Regions from separate parts of the Mus musculus genome. Here all the other regions are linked to region 3. A link is a contact called in public promoter capture Hi-C data. All regions are on one chromosome and are shown on one strand. The core of a region is the stretch at or near the end of the contact, and the rest is flanking DNA. Distances in the headings are between cores, read along the strand shown. Region 1 overlaps Actn2 (actinin alpha 2). Region 2 overlaps Actn2 (actinin alpha 2). Region 3 overlaps Heatr1 (HEAT repeat containing 1).

Evidence for each region. Capture Hi-C pulls out chosen DNA fragments and counts their contacts.
Region 1: a promoter capture Hi-C map of adipose tissue shows a contact between it and region 3. The contact joins two enhancer-like sites. A contact is called at or near these places in 2 of 115 datasets of contacts at active chromatin or transcription factors (embryonic stem cells and microglia) and 4 of 9 other capture datasets (adipose tissue, embryonic stem cells, liver and 1 more).
Region 2: a contact with region 3 is called in a promoter capture Hi-C map of adipose tissue. The contact joins two enhancer-like sites. A contact is called at or near these places in 3 of 484 Hi-C or Micro-C datasets (LSK cells, granulocyte-monocyte progenitors and group 2 innate lymphoid cells), 6 of 115 datasets of contacts at active chromatin or transcription factors (acute myeloid leukemia, embryonic limb bud, embryonic stem cells and 2 more) and 3 of 9 other capture datasets (adipose tissue, liver and pancreatic islet).

The regions. Positions count from the first base shown.
Region 1 is chr13:12,282,293-12,286,273 of GRCm38.p6, reverse strand. It overlaps Actn2 (actinin alpha 2), which reads left to right. Exons shown (of 21, transcript NM_033268.4): 13 at 3,651-3,759. Among named protein-coding and RNA genes, the nearest start is that of Gm40667, 25 kb to the left of the region's middle. Within about 2 kb of position 2,258, at least 13 of the 459 cell types and tissues checked have an H3K27ac peak or open chromatin away from gene starts, as enhancers often do. A contact at or near this core is called in adipose tissue, where this site is marked.
Region 2 is chr13:12,265,509-12,269,736 of GRCm38.p6, reverse strand. Actn2 (actinin alpha 2) reads left to right here. Exons shown (of 21, transcript NM_033268.4): 21 at 85-311. The coding sequence ends at 243. Among named protein-coding and RNA genes, the nearest start is that of Mtr, 9.5 kb to the right of the region's middle. Within about 2 kb of position 2,421, at least 8 of the 459 cell types and tissues checked have an H3K27ac peak or open chromatin away from gene starts, as enhancers often do. A contact at or near this core is called in adipose tissue, where this site is marked.
Region 3 is chr13:12,411,140-12,415,594 of GRCm38.p6, reverse strand. It overlaps Heatr1 (HEAT repeat containing 1), which reads right to left. Exons shown (of 45, transcript NM_144835.4): 16 at 4,254-4,375; 17 at 3,359-3,550; 18 at 2,187-2,370; 19 at 1,947-2,083; 20 at 1,030-1,222; 21 at 9-178. Among named protein-coding and RNA genes, the nearest start is that of Heatr1, 18 kb to the right of the region's middle. Within about 2 kb of position 2,979, at least 86 of the 459 cell types and tissues checked have an H3K27ac peak or open chromatin away from gene starts, as enhancers often do. A contact at or near this core is called in adipose tissue, where this site is marked.

The DNA.
Region 1 (3,981 bases), core at 1,009-3,508, 130 kb after region 3:
TGAAATAACAGGCCATCATGAAGGACAGTCAGGGCAGAAACTCAAGCAGGGGAGAAACCTGGAGACAGGAACTGAGGCCGAGGCCACAGAGGAGTGCTGCCCACTGTTCTCCTCCTGGCTTGCTCAGTTTGTTTCCTTCCCTTTAAATTTCTTTCTTCTTATTAGTATGAGCTTTTCTTTTATGCGTGAGTGTTTGGTTTGTGTATATGTGTGTATGTGTACTGCTTACATACTTGGTAACCATGACAAGTGGAAGAGGGCACTGGATCCCCTGGAAACAGGAGTCAGGAATGGTTGTAAACAACCATGTGGGCACTGGGATTTGAACCTAGGTCCTTTGTAAGAGTGACAAGTGCTCTTAATGACTAAGCTATCTCTTCAGCCTCTAAGTGGTTGTTTTTGTTTGTTTGTTTTGTTTTGTTTTTAATGTATCCCAGAATCACTACCTACAATGGGCTGGGCCCTCCCACATCAGTTGTTAATCAAGGAAGTACAGCTGGACAATGGACATACACACTTTTCTCCCAGCACTTTAGAGGCAGAGGCAGGTGGATCTCTGCGTTTGAGGCTAGCTTGATCTATAGAGTGAGTTCCAGGACAGCCATCCATGACTATACACACACACACACACACACACACACACTACCCTGTCTCAGACAAACAACAACAAAACAAATAAGAAAGCAAGCAAGCAAATGAAAGCGTCCTCCAGGCTTGCCCACAGCCCAGTCTTCTAGAGCCATTCATTGACTGAGGTTGCTCTCTCCTCTTAGATGACTCTAGGTTGTGTCAAGTTGACATGATAACAGGCAGAGCCTTAGTTAGGGTTTCATCGCTGTGAAGAGACACACTCGTATAAAGGTAAACATTTAATTGGGGCTGCCTTACAGTTTCAAAGGTTCAGTCCATTATCATCATGGCAGGAAGTAAGGCAGAGTGCAGGCAGACATGGTGCTGAAGGAGCTGAGAGTTCTACATCTTGATTATCAGGTAGCAGAAGGGGACTGTCTCCCGCAGGCAGCCCGGAGGAGGCTCTGTTTCACACTAGGCAGAACTTGAACACTAGGAGACCTCAAAGCCCACCTACACAGTGACACACTTCCTCCAACAAGGCCACTCCCCCTAAAAATGCTACTTCCCATGGGCCAAGTATATTTGAACCACCATAGCCAACAAACCCAGAGTAGAACCAGAGTTGAGTCTGACCCTCTAAAGTCCACCCTTTGTAACTCACTTACACCACAGTGCTCCACTTTCTTCAAATCCATGCAACTAGCCAGGGACCAAGCATTCAAAACATGAGGCCACAAGGGACATATCAGATGGAAACATCCAGAAATTTCTGGGCAAGGCTTGTAGGTTACAGGTCTACTGCCTTGCCACTTTATATCAGCATAGCATAGTTGCCTAGGGGGCAGTTGCTGGATTTGTTTTTTGGTTTATACACAAAGTAGACATAAGATCCAAGCCAACTTTGGTTACGTGAAAAGCGTGTGTTTGTAGATAGCCGGTGGCTGCTCTTAAGGACTGGACGAGCTCTAACGAGGTGACAGGGAGCTTCTGTCGCTCTCAGAATGTTCTGGAAGAACACTCAGCTAACACTCAGATGTATTTGCTCTGCTCAGCAAAAGAAACAGCAAAGTCAGTAAACACAGGCGAGTGTATGAAAAAAGAAAAAGCAGAGGGTCTCTGAGCTAGAGCGTAACGGTTCCCGATGCTCCTCCTGACGGCCTGAGGTCAATCCCCAGGACCCACACGGCACAAGGAGAGGACTGACAGCCTCACACTTGTAAGTTGTCCTCTGACCTCTGTGCACTTAGTGCGGCACACACACACACACACGCGCACATTTATAAATAAATAAATAAATAAATAAATAAATAAATAAATAAATAAAACTGAAGCCCCAAGGAAGTGGTTTTCAGGGGAGCAGGGCACTTCTGGAAAGTTCTCTAATCTCAGGCTGTTTTCAGAGAAGCCTGGTACACATGTCTTCTGATCTCCACAGTTCCTGCTCTCCTCTAAAACCTGGCAGGGTGGTTACTTTTTAAGCAGGACTCAGACATTTACCCCCGAGATGAGGTTAAGTTTTACTCAAGCTTTTTGTTTTGTGTTGTTCTTTCTTTCTACCACACTGGTGGCATCCAACAGTCCAAAGAGTCGTTGTCCATAAATGGAAGAGCTCCAGCCTGCCCAGTTTTAGAAGCCTTTCTGTGCTGGGTGATGTCACAGCCTTCTCCTGGATGGGTCACTCAGAAGGCAGCAAGCTGCATGCCCTTCTAGAGGCGCCAAGGACACAGAACCCTGCAAGTGGACACCTCCTTCCCTGTGACTCATTTTAATGTTCCAGCCACCTGGGTCAGATAGTTGGCTCCCCTTGTTGTTTCCATTTAAAAGTCATGCTCTCAGGAGGCCTCAGAGGACACAGGAAGAGAAAGTGAGCCAGAGGCATTAAGAAGACAGTGCCATTTTGAAAACTGTTGACTTAACAGGATTTGTATTAATTCTTATAATTTGTTCCAAGCGATACTATTTTCACTGGGGACAATTCAGGAAACCCTGAAATGCCCTACCAGTTTTCAGTGGCCTTCGTATTTTGTGTATGTGTATGTGGGGGGGGTAGGGGTCGGGAATCCCTGAAGTGATGTGGAGGCCAGAGGTTAGAGGCCAGTCTCAAGTGTCTTCAGCAGGTCACTCTCTGCATTTTTAAAAAATGATATAGAATTTCCTAATGGGCAAGAGCTTGAATGATTCAGCTCTGCTGGCTGCCTGCTGGGCCCCAGGGATCCCCTTGTCTGGGTCAAGGAGTAATTAAATTAGCACATCTGTGGCAGTCAGAAGACAATATTAATATTAGGGATTAAATTCACCTGTCAAGCTTGGTGGCAGGTTATCTTAGTGGTTGCTCTCACTAGCCTCCCTCTGGGTTTTCTACTGGATCTTTAAAAAAAAAAAAAAAAAGGCATGGGGATGGGGACTGGATAATAGGAGATGGCTGCCACTTGAGGACATAAGTTCAATCCCCCAGAACCCATGTTTAAAACCCCGGTACAGATGCTGGGGAGCTGACGCAGTGGCTAAGAGTGCTTCATGACCTACCTTGCTGAGGACACGGGTTTTCAGTTTTCAGAATCCATGTTAGGCGGCTTACAACTGTCTATAACCCCTGCTCCAGGGATCCGTCATCCTCTTCTGACCTCTACAGGCACGCGTGCACACGCACACACTAAAATATATATTAATGAGCATGATGGTATGTTCTTTTCATTTCAGCTCCGGGGAGACAGGTACAGGTAGATGCTTAGCGCTCGATAGGAGACAGCTTAGCTGAATAATGCAAAGCCCTGGCTACTAGAAGACTCTATCTCAAAAAAAAAAAAAAAAAAAAAAAGTTGGGAGTTTAATGGAGTTTAATGACTGACAGAAATACCCAGGGTTTACCTATGGTCTCCAAGTGCACGTGCACATATATGAGTGTACATTTGTTCACACATACATTTGTATACACGTGTGTGTGTGTGTGTGTGTGTGTGTACACACGCATGCGTACACAGACACACACACACATCTCTTCCCTGTTTATTTCCAGCTTGTGTCCATTTCCCTCACACCATTTGGGAGGATTCATCTTTCTTTCTTGCTTTCCACAGTGAACTGGACTATCACGATGCTGTGAACGTCAATGATCGGTGCCAGAAAATTTGCGACCAGTGGGATAGATTGGGGACGCTCACCCAGAAGAGGAGGGAGGCCTTGGAGGTGAGAGCCTTGAGCGCTTCTTGCCTTGAAAACTCCTACAGAGGCTCCATAGTTGAATCAGTGGTGTTAATTGTGTTTCTCCGTGACTCATGTGGAAACAACCAAACGTTATCCAGTAAACGGGAATGTTAAAAGTGGGAATCACGGGACCAGGTGTAGCTTTGCACTGTAACAAGTTAGCAGCAAAACATACTTTTCAGTTTTAAAATGTTGGGGGATCCT
Region 2 (4,228 bases), core at 1,172-3,671, 150 kb after region 3:
AGTGTAAGAAGTGTGCAGATATTAAGATAGCTTGTATTTTAGGTTCTCTGCATTTAATTTGCACTTCTTGTGTTTTTCTCTTAGCCTTACATCTTGGCAGAGGAGCTTCGTCGAGAGCTGCCTCCGGATCAGGCCCAGTACTGCATCAAGAGAATGCCCCCATACTCAGGCCCGGGCAGTGTCCCCGGGGCCCTGGACTACACTGCCTTCTCCTCTGCCCTCTACGGGGAAAGCGACCTCTAATGCTCTTTCTGTAATCCCTACCCTATCAGAATGCAATAAAGGCTGAAGTATAGGCTGTTACCTGGAAACTTTGACAAACTTTATTAAGAGGTGTGATGAGCTGGACGTTGTGGCCCACGCCTTTTCTCCCCACACTTGGGAGGCAGAGGCAGGCCAATCTGTGAGTTCAAGGACAGGCCTGGTCTACCTATCAAGTTCCAGTCCAGCCAGGGATACTTAGTGAGACCCTGTCTGGAAAACAAATAAACAACAACAACAACAACAAAAGAGAGACTGGGTGAGGGAAGGGCTAAGAAGAAAGGTCAGTCTATAAAGTGCTTGTCCTGTAAAGACGGCTCAGTAGTAAAGGCGTTTGCCGAAAACTCTAACAACCTGCCTTTGATCCCTGGATCCCGTGTAGCAGAAGGAGAGAACGGCAAGCAAGTTTTCCTCTGGCTTCCGCATGCATACGCGCACATGCACCTGTACATACGTGACCATGCACACCATCAGAGGGTTTTTTTCTTTGCGGCTCATTCTTTCCCAGCCTAAGTCAGGCAGAAGCAGCGTCAATGTGTGTGATGTAGTGGTCCTTTTCCCATGGGTCTCTTTCTGAATTTTTAGCTACGTGAAATGAAAGGGTAGGTTGGTTTGTTTCTTTGACTAAGTCAGCCGGTTGGCTTACATATGGTGAAAACGGGGCGGTCTGGGGCAGAAGTGAGTGCAAGTGTGAAAATCGAAACATTCAGGATTCATGACTGGGGAAGCAATGACTCATTGGTACTCTGAAGGTCTAGTGAGGGTTTGATGTTTAAAATACATCTCCATGCCTTTATATTTATGTAGTTATCTTTGGGAGGACACATTTGGGGAGGACATGATTGGGATTCTAGCACGGTTTTTTTTTTCCTTGCTTATCCTAAGATCAGCAGGACCTACCTATAAGTGATATCATTAGTGAAATTAAACATTAGGAGATGGGCCTGCAAGTGGGAAACAAATTCCTCAATACATTTTTTTCTTGAGAGTGTTTCTCTGTGTAGCCCAGGCTAGCTTCAAACTGACAATCTCCTGCCTCAGCTTCCTAATTATGGGAAGACTATGGGTATATGTCAGTATGGCCCCCTTTTAATAATCAAAACAAAAAAAAATTTTTTTGAGAGTGTAATATAGCCCAGGTTGGCTTTGAACTCCTGCTCCTCCTGCCTCTTCCCCACAAGTGCTGGGATTACAGTGTGTCCCCAGTCAGACTCATTACAATCTGAAAATTATTTATTCCATTGTTACATTTTAACTTATTGTGTATGCATGTGGCCATGCGATGATGTGTGTGGAGGTCAGAGGACAACTTCTGGGAGCTGGGTCTGTCCTTGTACCACGTGAGTCCCAGGGAGCCAACTCTGGTTGTCACGTGGCCTTTACTTCCTGACCCTGCCTGCTCACCTGCCTTAATATTTTTGGATAATTAATTTTTTTACTTTAATTATGTAAATGTGTGCTTTTGTTTGGGTATGTGTCCCTGCACAAGTGTAGGCACATGAGAAAGTCAGAGGTATTGGATCTTCTGGAAGTTGAGTCACCGGCAGTTTTGGGCACAGGACACAGATGCTGGGAACCGAACTCTGGTCTTCTGAAAAGGCAGTCAGTCTCCTAAACTTCTGAGCCATCTCCTTGGACCTCATTAATGTTTTTGGTTGGTTGGGTTTTTTTGTTTGTTTGGTTGGTTTTTTTTTTTTTCGAGACAGGGTTTCTCTGTATAACTCTGGCTGTCCTGGAACTCACTTTGTAGACCAGGCTGGCCTTGAACTCAGAAATCCGCCTGCCTCTGCCTCCCGAGTGCTGGGATTAAAGGCGTGCACCACCACGCCTGGCTCATTAATGTTTTTGAAGTGGAGTTTTCAGTCATCTCTTTATAGGACTGGACAGTCGGGTTTGGTGTGGGGGGTGAGTGTCCCTGGAACGTGAAGTAACAGGGAAGCAAGTTTAGTTGCCAGAGATGGAGGTGGAGTCAAGAAGAAAAATGAGGTTTCTGTTATTGTCTCTTGATTCCCTGTGGAGCTTTTTGTAGAAGTTGCAGAGAGACAGCTCTAAGTGCTTTGTTCTTTAATAAGGGGCTGAGCATGGCTGTTCCCAGCGAGACAAGAAGGCTGTATAGCCTCTGGCACTAGGTGGAGCTCTCCCATGCCTTAGCATGCAGAGGGCAGCCTTCTCCACACAGGAGGTAAGGTCTCTTTGCACGCCTTTGCTGCATTCCTCCTGGGAGTCAATAGTACTGGAGGTCAGAATGTCACCTCTTGGATGGGACAGTGATTCATGGCTCTGTCTGGGTCAAGTCCCTGTGCTCCCACTTGGTGCGTTGGTCTGGTGAATGTGTGTTACTTTTCCATTCCTGTTTTCCAAACCTCTATTACACCCACCCACCCACCCACCCACACACACACACACACACTTCACTCCAACCCCCACCCCACTCCCACCCCCAATCCACCCCCAGAGTTTCCATCCTGCAGACAGCTTGCAGTAAACAAAGTAAAAACACCTGTTAAATGTTGGTCCATAACGATCAGAAAGCTAGCTATAAACAAACAAAAACAATTGCTAATTGCAATTAAAGTGTGACTAGAGAGGGAACAATGTGTCTGCTAACTGCTTCTATTTCCGCTAAGTTCCTGCCACCAGCTGGAAATTTGTTCTTTTCCATTTACCAGGGTTTGCTGCTAGCCTTACTGACCTTTCACCTTGGCCCACTTTCTTAATTTGCTTCATAATTATTAAGTAGTTGACAGTTTGAAAAGTCTCTGAAATACTTGGGCCTTGAGTTTAATACCATGTGCTTTGGGGTGGGGGTGGGGTGAGCTTTTGACTGTTGTATTTGAAGCAGGTGCTATGCTCCAACTGGAATTGTGAAGGAGAATCCAGGAAGTCATTCCTTTTAACTAGGAACTTGTGTTTTAGGGTGGCCATGGGCAACTCATCTCTCTGAAAAATTTTAATCTCTCTATAATATTCAGCAAGAGGTTGGATCAGTACTATCTAATGATATGGGAGATAGGGAAATAAGCCATGGAAAACAATAAAAGTATTTATACTGTCATCCTACAAGTTGTTTTTATTTCTGATCATGAGTTAACAAAGTTGCCAAAAACAGTCAGTCTCTCTCTCTCTCAAATCATTTTAAAGGATAAGCAGGCAATTTGGTTAGCTATAAGCAAACATCTCATACTTGAAAACATTCAGTTGGTGTTGTATTTGCCTCCCTGAAAGAGTCAGAGACTGGTGGGTGATGTGGCTCAGTTGGTAGAGTGTCTTGTAGTGTCTTAGGGTTTCTATTTCTGCACAAGCATCATGACCAAGAAGCAGTTGGGGAGGAAAGGGTTTATTCAGCTTACACTTCCACACTGCTGTTCATCACCAATGGAAGTCAGGACTGGAACTCAAGCAGGTCACAAAGCAGGAGCTGATGCAGAGGCCATGGAGGGATGTTCCTTACTGGCTTGCTTCCCCTGGCTTGCTTAGTTTGCTTTCTGATAGAACCCAAGACTGCCAGCCCAGGGATGGCACCACCCACAATGGGTCCTCCCTCCTTGATCACTAATTGAGAAAATGCCTTGCAGCTGGATCTCATGAAGGTGTTTCCTCAAGGGAGGCTCCTTTCTCAGTGATCAGTCCCAGCTTGTGTCAAGTTGACACACAAACCCAGCCAGGACACTTAGAATACACAAAGCCCTGTGTTCCCAGCCACAACAATGTGTAAGTCAGGTCTGGTGGCAGATGCCTATAATCTCAGTATTGTGTGGGTAAAAGCAGGTGGGCCAGAAGTTCAAGGTTGTCTTTACCTACATAAGGAGTTCCAGGATGGCTTGGGTTACACGAATGAGACTCTGCCTCAAAAAGAAAGAAAGAATCAAAAAGGAAGGATGGGGTGGGGGAAACTTGTATGTAATGTGTGGTACATGGGCGATGGGGAATTGGAACTGACCCACTTCAGGGTGAGTGGTACACAATT
Region 3 (4,455 bases), core at 1,730-4,229:
TGGTCTACCTGAAGCACATAGGTAGCGTCTGAAGTGATCTCTTCTGCCTTAGGAATGAGGTGATCTATCACCAGCTCAAACTTTGAGGGTACCCCTCTGAGGGCCTGGAGACACTGGACGGCAGCTCTGCGGACTTCTTTGATATGGCTTCCCAGATTGAGGAGTAGAGACATCACCACTAATACCAAAGGGGAAAGGATGTGTCAGTGAGCAAAACTTAAATAGTGTCAAAGGTACACAGTGATAGGTTTCCTTCTAGGGCTGGGAGCAAGGTCAGTGGCACAGCATGCATCAGGCCTGGCTACACCATCTCTAGCACTATCCTCACCCTGGCAACACAAAAGGTTCCCTCTCAGACTCCCTCTTCTTCTTTTTTTTTTTTTTTTAAGATTCATTTATTTATTATATGTAAGTACACTGTAGCTGTCTTCAGACACTCCAGAAGAGGGCATCAGATTTCGTTACAGATGGTTGTGAGTCACCATGTGGTTGCTGGGATTTGAACTCGGGACCTTTGGAAGAGCAGTCAGCGCTCTTAATCACTGAGCCATCTCATCAGCCCAGACTCCCTCTTCTGAAGCTATTCGTTGCCTAATTATTTCAGAAAAATTAGGGTCACGCTCCTCAAAGCATACAAATGAGTCCAGAAAATCTACTCTCACCATGTGCCACCACACCTAGCTTTTTTTCTTAATTTTTAAATTATATTTTAAATAAATAAATAAAAACAAGAATATTTTCTATATCTCTATGTAGTAGGGGTGCAATCATCACTGACTGAATGCACAGGTCAGAGGACAACTTTGAGGGGTTAGTTTTCTCCTTTTGCTATGTGGGGACTGGAATTAAATTTAAGTCATAAGGCTTGGTGGCAAGTGCCTTTATCCTTGTCACCATCTCCCCTATAGAATGAACTATTTAAGTAAATTATGTTATCTCTATACAATCAAGTGCAAGATTGTATACCACACTTCCTCACAGAGTAAGATGTCTAAAATGTATTAAGAAGTTAAATGTGACCTGTTGTACCTGGAGATGCAGTAGATGCCAGCTTTTGTTTATACTGTGTATTCTGAGAAGAAAGCATCGCAGAGCCTATGTAAAGAGCTTGAGTCTGCAGCTCTGACTTCACAGTGCAGTTAAGTGGATTTGAAAGGCTAGAACCATAGGTCCACAAAACACAAAAGAACTTGAACAACTGCAGAACATCTTGTAGATGTACCTAATGAAAAGAAAGCAAAAACAAACAAAAGAAAACAAAGTGAGGTCTAGTTCTTACTCAGATATGCTGTCCCTGGACCTTTTCACTACTGTACAATAACCACACAGGAATGAGTTGATGAATCACTTCTTCAATATTCCGAACTCCAACCTGTTAGGACGGATGTCGCTGAAGAATGACATTCAAGAAGCCTCACTCTAACTTTGCAGTTGAAAATACTGAACAACAACAACAAAAAAAGACAGGCGCATTAGCTAAAGGTCAAGACTAAAGTGGGACCTGGAAAGCTACACTAAAAGCTCTCGAAGGAGTTAGAGATGGCGACAATGCTGAAAGACACAGAAAGAGTAAGTCAGACAAGGACAAGAACACGCTGCTTGCATCATGGAGGCAGTAAAGCCCACAGAAGCTTCGTGAGTGACACTGCATCTCCTAACCACCATCTCTGAACACTCAGCCAGTTTACTCATCTATAAAGGATATTCAAAACAAAAACAGACTGAGTTGTTTTGATTTTTAAACACAACAGCTCATCAATAGGGATGCTGCAATGCTACTCTATACTCAACATGCTACCTGGCTGTAAGTACTAGACTGCTCTCGAGGGCATGTTTATCAGCACACATTGTTCACTGCCGCAAAATATACTTTATTATTAGGCTTTAGTACTAAAATAACCTACACTACCTATAGCAGAAATGCCTGTGAGGAGTGAGCCAAGTACCTTCATTATAAGCCTAATCAGAACCCTGAAATGCATGGCATCAGAAACCTCCAGCAGCATCTCAAAGATACCAATGAGCAGGTGCAGGTAGTGTCTGCTGTCTTCATCTAGCTGCTCGGGATTCCACCACATGGCACCTGAGGGGACAAGGGGGAGCTTGTCATTCAAGTGAAGGTGAACCGTGTATGGTGTTAGGAACGCAGTACCGCATCACACTGAAGACTCATGACCATGCCTTACCTGTAGGAAAAGATTTTGGAGCCTTCATTGCAAAAATAAAACATTTCATGGAAAATACAAGTAAAATGGCGTCCTCCATGACAACCCTCTGGGCACCGTGGAGCTCCTGCACGTAACGCACCCACAGCTCCTCCGGCAATCCTCTGTTCAACATCAGTTCCAGGTGCCACTCTGAGGGGATTTCCTGAAACATGAATGGAAACAGAAGCTAGCTCATCCTCAGAGTTCCAAACAGGTGCTCTATGACTGCAACGGATACGCACTCCTAGTCGGGAGTGTCACACTGGTGTGTGTGTGCATGTGTGTGTGTGTGTGTGTGTGTGTGTGTGTGTGTGTGTGTGTGTGTGTGTGTGCATGTGTGTGGACACAGTGCTACAGCTGAAAAGATACATTCCTCATAAAGGGCATTAATAGAGCAATGTGAAACAACCTGCTGCCTACACTGAACAAAACACACCACTCTACACTGCTGGCCCGGAGGACAAGCACAGCTCCAGTTACTGTACCTCATAAAAAAGTCAGTCAGACGTTAAGAGAGGCTCACTGGAGCCACTTTTTAAAGTCTAAAGAAGCATGCTAATTTCACATAATTTTAGTTAACAATGGCTACAGCTAGAATTTATAAAACTCCTGAGAGTATACATAAATATGAGTTGTAATTCTCTTAGAAAATCCTGTAATGAGCAGCCCTTTGAAGTTTAGAAGATAAATAAAAGAAAAATACTGATGCAAACAGCGGTATTAAAACAAAAGCTTGCTACCTCAAAATGGGACACTAGGAACTTTAGTAACACTGTCCAGGACAACAGTGGGCCAGAGACATCTGAACCTACTGGAATACTCAATGATTTTAAATATCTACGATATTCTTTCAATAAATACTAGGACAAGTTTTGTGTGGACGTGAATCAGTGGAGTAGATAGGAAGGAAACCTGGATTATGCGCTGATAAAACAGCAGAAGAGTCCAACCCTCAGAACCCTGTGATTCAAGTACACTTCCTGGAAAAGCACGAGAGTGCTTTGTCTTGATACCCACGGCTAACATTCTGACCAGCACTTCCCACTTCCCCAACCAGAGCCAGACCTCTGGGCCTCAGTTTAGCTGTGACCATCAGACCACAGTGTTATTTTACCCAACACCCAACTTCCTGCAGACACCGCACTCCTTACCACAGCAGTGATGACGCTTTTGAGCTTCCTTATCTTTTTCTGCAATAAACTGAACACTCTTAGAGCAAACGGGAAGCAGGTTTCTTGGAAGGATGAGCAGCAAGAGATCAGCACAGACACAGTCACGTGAAACGCCACTTTCTGCTTCAGGCTGTAAGACTCCTTTTCCCCAGCACAGACTAGATCTTCGACCTTGAGAAATAAGCACCCTCTATTACTAGTTAGTCAGTCTTCTATCTCAGGCCTACCTAGGTACTGTGTATAAAGTAAGACGACAGAAAGATCAGTAAACACTGATTGCTAAGCCATGATACAAACTTAGAAATTAAAATGGACAAAATTACACTTGACAAGTTTATGCATTTAACCCACAGACCTAAGAATACAAACAACAAAAATCAGTAAGTCAGACACCTAATACCATTAAAAGGTTTACTAAAGTATTTTCTTTTAATTTCATTTTGCTATGTTAACAATGAAAAGACTTCAATAGTCTAAATATAAATAGGAAAAATGAGATTAAAAAGAACAAAGTATTCTCACTAGTCCAAAAGTGATATAAAATATTAAGGACTTCAGATAATCTGTCCAACATGCTAAGTTAGCCACAGGTGGTTTATACAAGCTTATAATCCCAGCACTTGGGAGGTTAAGGCAGGAGGATCAGAAATTCATCCTGGGCTACACAGTAAGTTCCAGGCCAGCTTGAGCTATAACTCTCAGCCATGGCCCCAAAGGAATACACAAAATTACTCTTGTATTTGTTTAAAGCAAAACAGGGTGTAAGAAAGGAACAGCAGCAAAACTTCAGAAAAGAAGCCACGTAGAGCAGAAGTGGGAGCCTAATAAGCCTGAGGAGCAGAAGGCGGAGTGGAGGGGAGGGGTGGCAACATACCAGCTTCAACACTGTAGAGCGCTCTCCTAAACTTAAATTGCTGCCCAGCAGCTGAACCATCTTCTGGTTTCCTACACCAATTATTTCTCTTGATTTTCTGCTTTTAATAACATTTTCAAGAGCTGTAAAAAAAAAGGTTTGAATACTATATCACTGTATCACTGGCATCCACATAAAGTATTGGGGAAAAGTAAGACATTTA